Linked DNA regions of Sus scrofa: region 1 is linked to region 2. The links are chromatin contacts, called in public Hi-C maps. All regions are on one chromosome and are shown on one strand. The core of a region is the stretch at or near the end of the contact, and the rest is flanking DNA. Distances in the headings are between cores, read along the strand shown. Region 1 holds the start of ELAVL3 (ELAV-like protein 3). Region 2 holds the start of TSPAN16 (tetraspanin-16).

Region 1 (3,550 bases), core at 702-3,201, 140 kb after region 2:
ACACCCTCTCCCTTTTGTGCATTAGCTTCTCTTTTTCAAATGAGGGCACAGATCAGAGCAATGGATGCTGGACTGTTGTAGGGGTACTGAGAGTCCGCAGGAGGCCTCATGCACGTTTCTGGACTTGAGTGAGCAGCGAGAGGCACACAGGAAGAAGAAGCAGGCCTGAAATCACACAGCAGAAAAAGCAGGCCTCTCTTAGGCCTCCTTTCTCAGAGCCAGGTGGGCGGGTCCCAGGATCCAGCAGGGGAGAGGCCCAGGCACGAAGGGAGTGCTAAGCATCCCTCCACTCACTATGCTCGCTACTACTCGAAAAAGAGGTCCAGAAAGAGACACAGTGTACAGAGACACACACAGAGAGACCCGAGAAACAGAAAGAGCGGAAGAAGGAGGCCCGGGCGCCGGGACCAGACAAAGGACGCTCGGCGGCGCGGGGAGCGGAGTCGCGCGGTGGGGGCAGGGGTGGAGCCGGGGTGGGGCTAGGCTTGGCCAACCCCGCCCCCGTGATACGCCTGGGCTGCGGAGTGGAAATCCGAGGGCTCGGGTGAGGCCGGGCCCTCGGGGCCCCCGGGGTGTGGCCTAGATGGGCGGGGCAGGGGCGTGGTTAGGAAGGGCGTGGTCGGGCGTGGCTGCGCACTCGGGAGCTGACCAGCTCAGTGGCTGCTGAAAGCACCGGGCGCTGGACGAGTGGCGCCGGCAGGCGGGCGGGCGCTCTCAAGGTCACCCCGCGGCCCAGAGCTCTGGCGGGGTGGGTCGCCTAGACATGGCCTAGGGGGCCTGCCTGAGTCCCTTACCCCATCCCCTGGGGGGCGGGGGCTCAGGAGCCGCGGAGCACCCCCCCCCCCTCCCGCGGGCTCTCCTTTCCCCTCCCCCTCCCCGCAGCCTGAGGCGCCCGCGCGAGGCTACGGCCCGCGAAGAAGCGCCGAGAAACAAAGGGACGCGGCGGCAGTGGCGGCGGGCCCGCGGGGCCTCCGGGCGCGCCCCCTCCTCTCCCCTCCCCGCTTGCCGCAAGGTCGACGGGCTCGAGGACAAGACGCCCGGCTTCCGGGCGCGGTCGAGGCCCAGGGCGCGCGATCCGACGCCACCCCTTCCCTGGGGCTCTTGGGGACTACTTGCCGCCTTATCCTGGTCCAGCACCAGTGACTGGGGCCCTGCGTTTGCCTGGGAGGCCTGCTGGGTCCGGGCCTGGATGGAGGATGCCTCCTCCGCCGCGGCGGCCCCTCCCCCATCAGGCCTGATGAAGGGGGGGCAACCTGTCCCCAGGGAGCCGTAGGATGGCCCCCGAATCGCAACTCGGTTCCCTAAGGCCTCTCACGCCAGACTCTGAGCGCCCACAGCACTTTGGGCGCGGTCCTGCCCACTCTCAGGCCCCGAGGCTCGGTCCTACCCCCCCCCACCCGGGCCTAGCTAGGCCTGGTCCTACCCCCCCATCTCCATCTCCTCGGAGCCTGTGCCTAAGCACTTTCCGACCAGGTTCCCTCTCAGCGACAGGAGAATACCTACAGTGACCATTCTTGTGTGCCCGGCGGGCGCGGTCCGTGTTGAGGGCGGCTCCGGGGGTCGTGCACTCCTTGGGGGGCGCTCGATTCTCACGCCGGGGTCCTGCCCGGGCGGCCTCTGGTGCGGCCGCTGCAGAGGTCTCGGTGAGGGCAGCGGCTCCCTCGAGGGTCGGAGACGGGCCCGAGCCCGGGTACGCGCGCGCGGATAACCGGGCCCCGGGGTGGCCTGCGGACAGCAGGGGATGGAAAGAGGGAGCGGACGCGGGATTGAGAACGCCCCCTGCGCGGCCCCGCGGGGCCCGGGGAGCTTGCGCTTCCCGACAGAGATCGCGGCGCTCTGCCTTTCGCCGCCGCCCCTCCGCCCGGCCTGTCCAGTCCCCGGTGTTCAGTCCTCTCCCCTCGCCCGCCCTCCCTCCCTCCCTCCTGCCCGCGCTGCGCGCTCCGCGCTCTGGGCCGCGCCGCCGCCGCCCCCAGCCCTTTATAGCAGCAGCTGCTAGCGCCGGCGTCTCTTATTGGCTGTGGCAACGGAGCCCCGCCTCCTCGCGGCGCCCGACGGCGCGGCAGGTGGAAGCGAGCGCGCGCTGACCAGGAATCCGCACTCGCAGAAAGCGCATCCTGGGGGCTCGGGTTGCCAGGTTTGGGGCCTTTTGCTCTCATGTATCCTGCTTCCAGCGTTAGAGCCCCTTCTTGGGCTGACTTTCTGCCCAGAAGACAGGAAGGGTTCCCCTCTGCCCAGCACCCGGAACTGGAGGAGCAAAGAGGGTGAGGGCCTTATTGTACTACCTTCAGGAGGTACTGTTCCCGGGAGAGGACTGGAGAGGGATGAGGAATTTCATCCTTCAATACTTCAATGGGCAGAAGCCCGTGTCCCCAGATTTGGAGGGCAACAGGTGTAGTCTCAAGAGCAAGGGAGGAGGGTGAGTGGGCTAGGACCTAGTCTGCTCGCATAAGGAATTGGGATCCTGTGGATTTTGAGAGGTCTAGGTGTCTCTAGGGTTCAAAAGAGGGGGCGGGTAATAGGCACCCTACAGTGCAGCGGGACGCAGCACGGCTCCAAAGGGGATGAAGTTTGGGGTTCCAGGCAAACCCCGCTGGTCCCCTACCGACCCGGGAAACCATAGGTCCTCCTCGGTCCCCCAAAACTTCGAGTGGATGGTTCTTCCATGAAAATATCCTGGCTTCTGGGGCCTGTGATTGGTCCGCCTGTAGAGTTGTGTTACCTCTCTGATAGAGGGGGATCTGGCCTTTATCTCAGGCGATAGAGGGTGGCGCAATCTCCTTTGGAGCGCAGGCACAATCGCACGTTTTTGTCGGTGCGGCCATAAGGCGCGAGGAGTTGTTCTCAGTAGAGCACTAGGGGCGCCTTCGAGTGAGGCTTCAGCACCACAGACAGCGATCCGACGGCCCTGCCCCAGCGCGGCTGGAAGGGTAGCCCGGGTCTTCTAACAGGAGAGTCGCAGTCTAAACCAGATCCTCGTCCCTGCACGCCCTTTTAGGCTCCACACTGTCCGAGAGTACCCTCAAACCTAGCGTGGAGAGCTTAATTTGACCAATCAGAGATGGCCTTCAAGAGGACCAATTGAGGAAAGATGCCTTCGAGATTGAGCCAATGGGAACGCGCGCGGCAGAGAGCCCGGCTACGCCGATGGAAAAGGAAGGCCAATCATAACGGCCCGCGCAATCTGGGTGGTGGCGCTGCAGGTTCCAGTTTGGCCCCTCTTGGGTTTGCCAGGGCTACCTGGCTCCCGACCGTGGGGACCCCGAGCGATGGCTTGTTCCTTCACCCCTTGTCCCTCCTGGAAACTGTGCCAGTGTTGGGAAAGGGTCTACTCCTGGGCGCGCAGACCCGGCTGCAGTTCCCATGGAAACTGCTGGCTCCCGGTAGAGCAGGGATAGCGAAGGGGACTGAGCCTTTGCGGAGAGGCTCGCGGGGGCGGCCTCAGCAGCCAGACTCGCTCATCATTGCCGACTCATTCGTCCCCAGCTGGGGTGGCCCAGGGTCCGAATAATAAAATGAGGCCTAGCCGCAGCCCCGCCCCCACGAGCTGCTG
Region 2 (3,600 bases), core at 585-3,084:
TTCCCGTTGTGGCGCAGCAGAAACGAATCGATTTCCATGAGGATGAGAGTTCCATCCCTGGCCTGGCTCAGTGGGTTGGGAAATCCAGCGTTGCTGTGAGCTGTGGCCTAAGTAGCAGATTCGACTAGGATCCACCTTTGCTGTGGCTGTGCCACAGGCCCGCAGCCGTAGCTCCGATTTGACCGCTATCCTGGGAACTTCCATGTGCCGTGGGTGCGGCCCTAAAAAGCAAATAATAAAAAAGTAAAAAAAATAGATGTATCTGGCTAGGAGAGTCAGACTCGGCGAGTAGGAAGGGCAGTATTTTCTCTGATGGCCACCAGGGGGTGCGCGAGGCCGGGACGTGGGCCTCCGTCTTGCTGGGAAGTCGGGGCGGGGCGGGGGCGGGGCTGCCTCGGGGCGGGGCTGCCTCGGGGCGGGGCTGCCTCGGGGACGGGGCTGCCTCGGGGGCGGGGCTGTCTCTGGGGCTCCAGCCACGTCCAGCGTTAGGTACTCATTTCCCAGTTTCGGCCAGGGCTGCTTACCTTTGGAGCAGGACCCTACGTCCACACCACTCTGCCCCCCCACCTTCCCTGCCCTATATCTGTCCTTCATTTTCCCTCCCTCTTTTGCCGTCCTTCTGTCCTGCTCTTTGCCTCTGTTTTCTCCCCACCTTTGTACTCCTATTTTTGGGCCCTCAGATCCTAGTTCTGAGGCTCCTTATTTCAAATGACCTTTTAGAAAAAGATGTGGAAGGACGCACTCCTAGCATTGATGTGACCCATGGTCCAGGGAGGAGACAGTGACGCCTTCAGAAACATCTTGCTTAGTTTTACATGTTCCAAGGAGCAGGCAATTTGACAAACATTCATTCAGTTAATTCAAGTGGAAAGTATTTTCTTTCTTTAGTTGGGCCTTGGGAGTTACCGAAGATCATGAAAACCCTGAGCCCTCCAGGACCTGGCCACAGACAAGCTGCACGGAGGAGCACAGGCTTGGACCTAGATGGGGTGGAGAGAGAGAGACAGTAGGGGCTAGTGGCTGCAAGGAACTGGGCCTGGGAGCCATCAGAGCCTACAAGTACATTTTTTTGCTGTGAGATGCCCTCTGTGTCTGTGTTATCAAGAAAGGCCTAGTGATCAATGACACATGGGCTCAAGGACAGTATCTTCACTAGCTGTGGATGAGCAGACCTTGGATGGAGAAAGTACAGGCTCTCAGGTACACAGGGGTCTGAGTTCTTACCTTTGTATCACTCTGGGAACTCCAAAGCCCAGCCTTGGCTCTGCTGCCTGTGTGGCTGTGGGCAGTTACCTTGGCCTCTCTGAGCTCTGTGAAGAGGATGAACTCAGTGAGCTAAGGTGTAGGGAGGGACTTGGGGAACCTGAAGGCTTGCAGCTAGATTCCTGCTTTGTGGAACCTCTTTGTTCATTCCACAGAGGTTTCTTGAGCACCACTGTGTATCAGGCTTTGGGAACATAGCCATGGGTAGGAGAACCCAGGCCCCTGTCCACTAGGAGGTTCCAGTCTAGTGGGGGCATTAGCTACATAGTTGGTCAGTGCTGAGCACTATGCCCACAGGGCCTGGGTAGCATCAAAGGGGTACCAGGGTGGCACACCATGTCTCTTCTCCATCCTTGGTGTGACCCATTTGGAGAATGAGGAACCAGCAGGGTGCAGTTTGGGGCACCTACTTCCCTAGCACTAGGATCCTTGCTCTGGCATCTGATTGTGATGTGATAAAGGCTGATGACTGAAGAGAGGCAGCTGCTAGACCCCCTTCCATGCAGAGAAAGAGGCAATCAGGAAAGAGAGGGGGCAGAGCAGGTCAGCTTTGGTGCCCCCAAACCTCTACCATCTTGGAAAACATAGCCCAGAGGTTTAGGAAGATGCTGACTTAAATGGTCAGAGCACACCAGTCTGGCCGACATGGCTGAAGTACACACTACGTATTATTCCTTGAAGAAACTGTTATCTTTCTTCAATGGCATCATGGCTGTAAGTATGTCACAATCCGGTCCCTGGGGGCTTTGCAGCCCTTCCTCCACAGCTGGCTCCTTCAAAGACAGAAATAAGTTGATCTAATTCACTGGCATCCAGATCTGTGGTCCCTAGGGAACCAGGAGGGATGTAGGGCAGACTGACGAGGAGCAGGACGCTCTGGGACCAGGCGTCGCCTCCAACGACCCAGAGCTGCTGAAATCAGGCAGAGGAGTCCTTTATTTCTCTGCCTTCTCTGGGTCCTTTACCTTTTTTTTTTTTCCCTTTGCTTTTTAGGGCCTCATCTGCTGCATATGGAGGTTCCCAGGCTAGGGGTCAAATCAGAGCTACAGCTGACGGCCTACGCCATAGCCACAGCAACGCAGGATCTGAGCCACATCTGTGACTTACACAACAGCTCACGGCAATGCCAGAACCTTAACTCACTGAGGGAGGCCAGGGATCAAACCCAAAACCTCATAGTTCCTACTCAGATTCATTTGCGCTGCGCCAAGACGGGAACTCTGGTTCTTTACTTTTTTAAATTTTGTTTTGCATTTTTTCAGGGCCATACCTGCAGCATATGGAGGTCCTCAGGCTAGGGGGGTGGGGATTGCAGAGCCCACAGGGAGAAGAGCCCTGGCGGGATGAGGGATCATGGGATGAGGGGTTCTGGGCAGGAGGTGGAGAGAACGGAGCCTGCCTGGCAGCTGCCAGCCTACACCACAGCCATGGCAATGCCAGATCCGAGCTGTGTCTGTGACTGACGCCACAGCTCACGGCAATGCCAGATCCTTAACCCACTGAGCAAGGCCAGGGATTGAACCTGCATCCTCATGGATACTAGTCCTATCCTTAACCTACTGAGCCACCACAGGAACTCTCTGTCCTTTACATTTTTTCAAACCATTTTTTTCTTACTGTAAAAGTAACCCAAGGAGTTCCCTGGTGGCTCATTGGGTTAAGGACCTGGCATTGCTGAGGTTGTAGCACAGGCTGCAGCTGCAGCTTGGGTTTGACCCCTGGCCCGGGAACTTCCACTTGCAGCAGATGCAGCCCCCCACCTCAAAAAAAGTAATCTGAAATATTCACTGTTAAAGAAGTAGTTGCTTTCTTTTTTGTTTATTTTCCTTAACCCACTTATTGAGTCCAGGAATAGAACCAGCATCCTCATGGATACTAGTCAGGTTCTTAACCCACTGGGCCACAACGGGAACTCCAGAAGTCATTGTTTTTAATAGTAAAACAGTATGAGTAAAGGCTGCCAGGAAAGAGAAGAAAATTAAAAATCACTCCTCCTCGGAGTTCCCGTCATGGCTCAGTGATTAACGAATCCTACTAGGAACCATGAGGTTGCAGGTTCGATCCCTGGCATTACTTAGTGGGTTAAGAATCTGGCATTGCCTTGAGCTGTGGTGTAGGTCGCAGATGTGGCTCAGATCCAGAGTTGCTGTGGCTCTGGTGTAGGTTGGTGGCTACAACTCCGATTAGACCCCTAGCCTGGGAACCTCCACATGCTGCGGTGCAGCCCTAGAAATGACCCAAAAAAAAAAAAAAATCACTCCTCCTCTCCTTACCTGTGATGTACATTTTGATGGGAGTTAAACAAGATAATGCATTTAAAAGGCTTATGCCCATCAT

The links. Hi-C and Micro-C count contacts between places; a contact is called where the count stands out from the background.
Region 1: a Hi-C map of fetal liver shows a contact between it and region 2, with 2.6 times the contacts expected there. The contact joins the promoter of ELAVL3 here to the promoter of TSPAN16 in region 2. A contact is called at or near these places in 1 of 5 promoter capture datasets (liver) and 12 of 47 Hi-C or Micro-C datasets (blood, brain, embryonic fibroblasts and 6 more).

The regions. Positions count from the first base shown.
Region 1 is chr2:70,132,397-70,135,946 of Sscrofa11.1, forward strand. ELAVL3 (ELAV-like protein 3) reads right to left here and starts at 1,952. Exons shown (of 7, transcript XM_021083879.1): 1 at 1,504-1,952. The coding sequence starts at 1,512.
Region 2 is chr2:69,997,345-70,000,944 of Sscrofa11.1, forward strand. TSPAN16 (tetraspanin-16) reads left to right here and starts at 1,835. Exons shown (of 6, transcript XM_021083874.1): 1 at 1,835-1,977. The coding sequence starts at 1,909.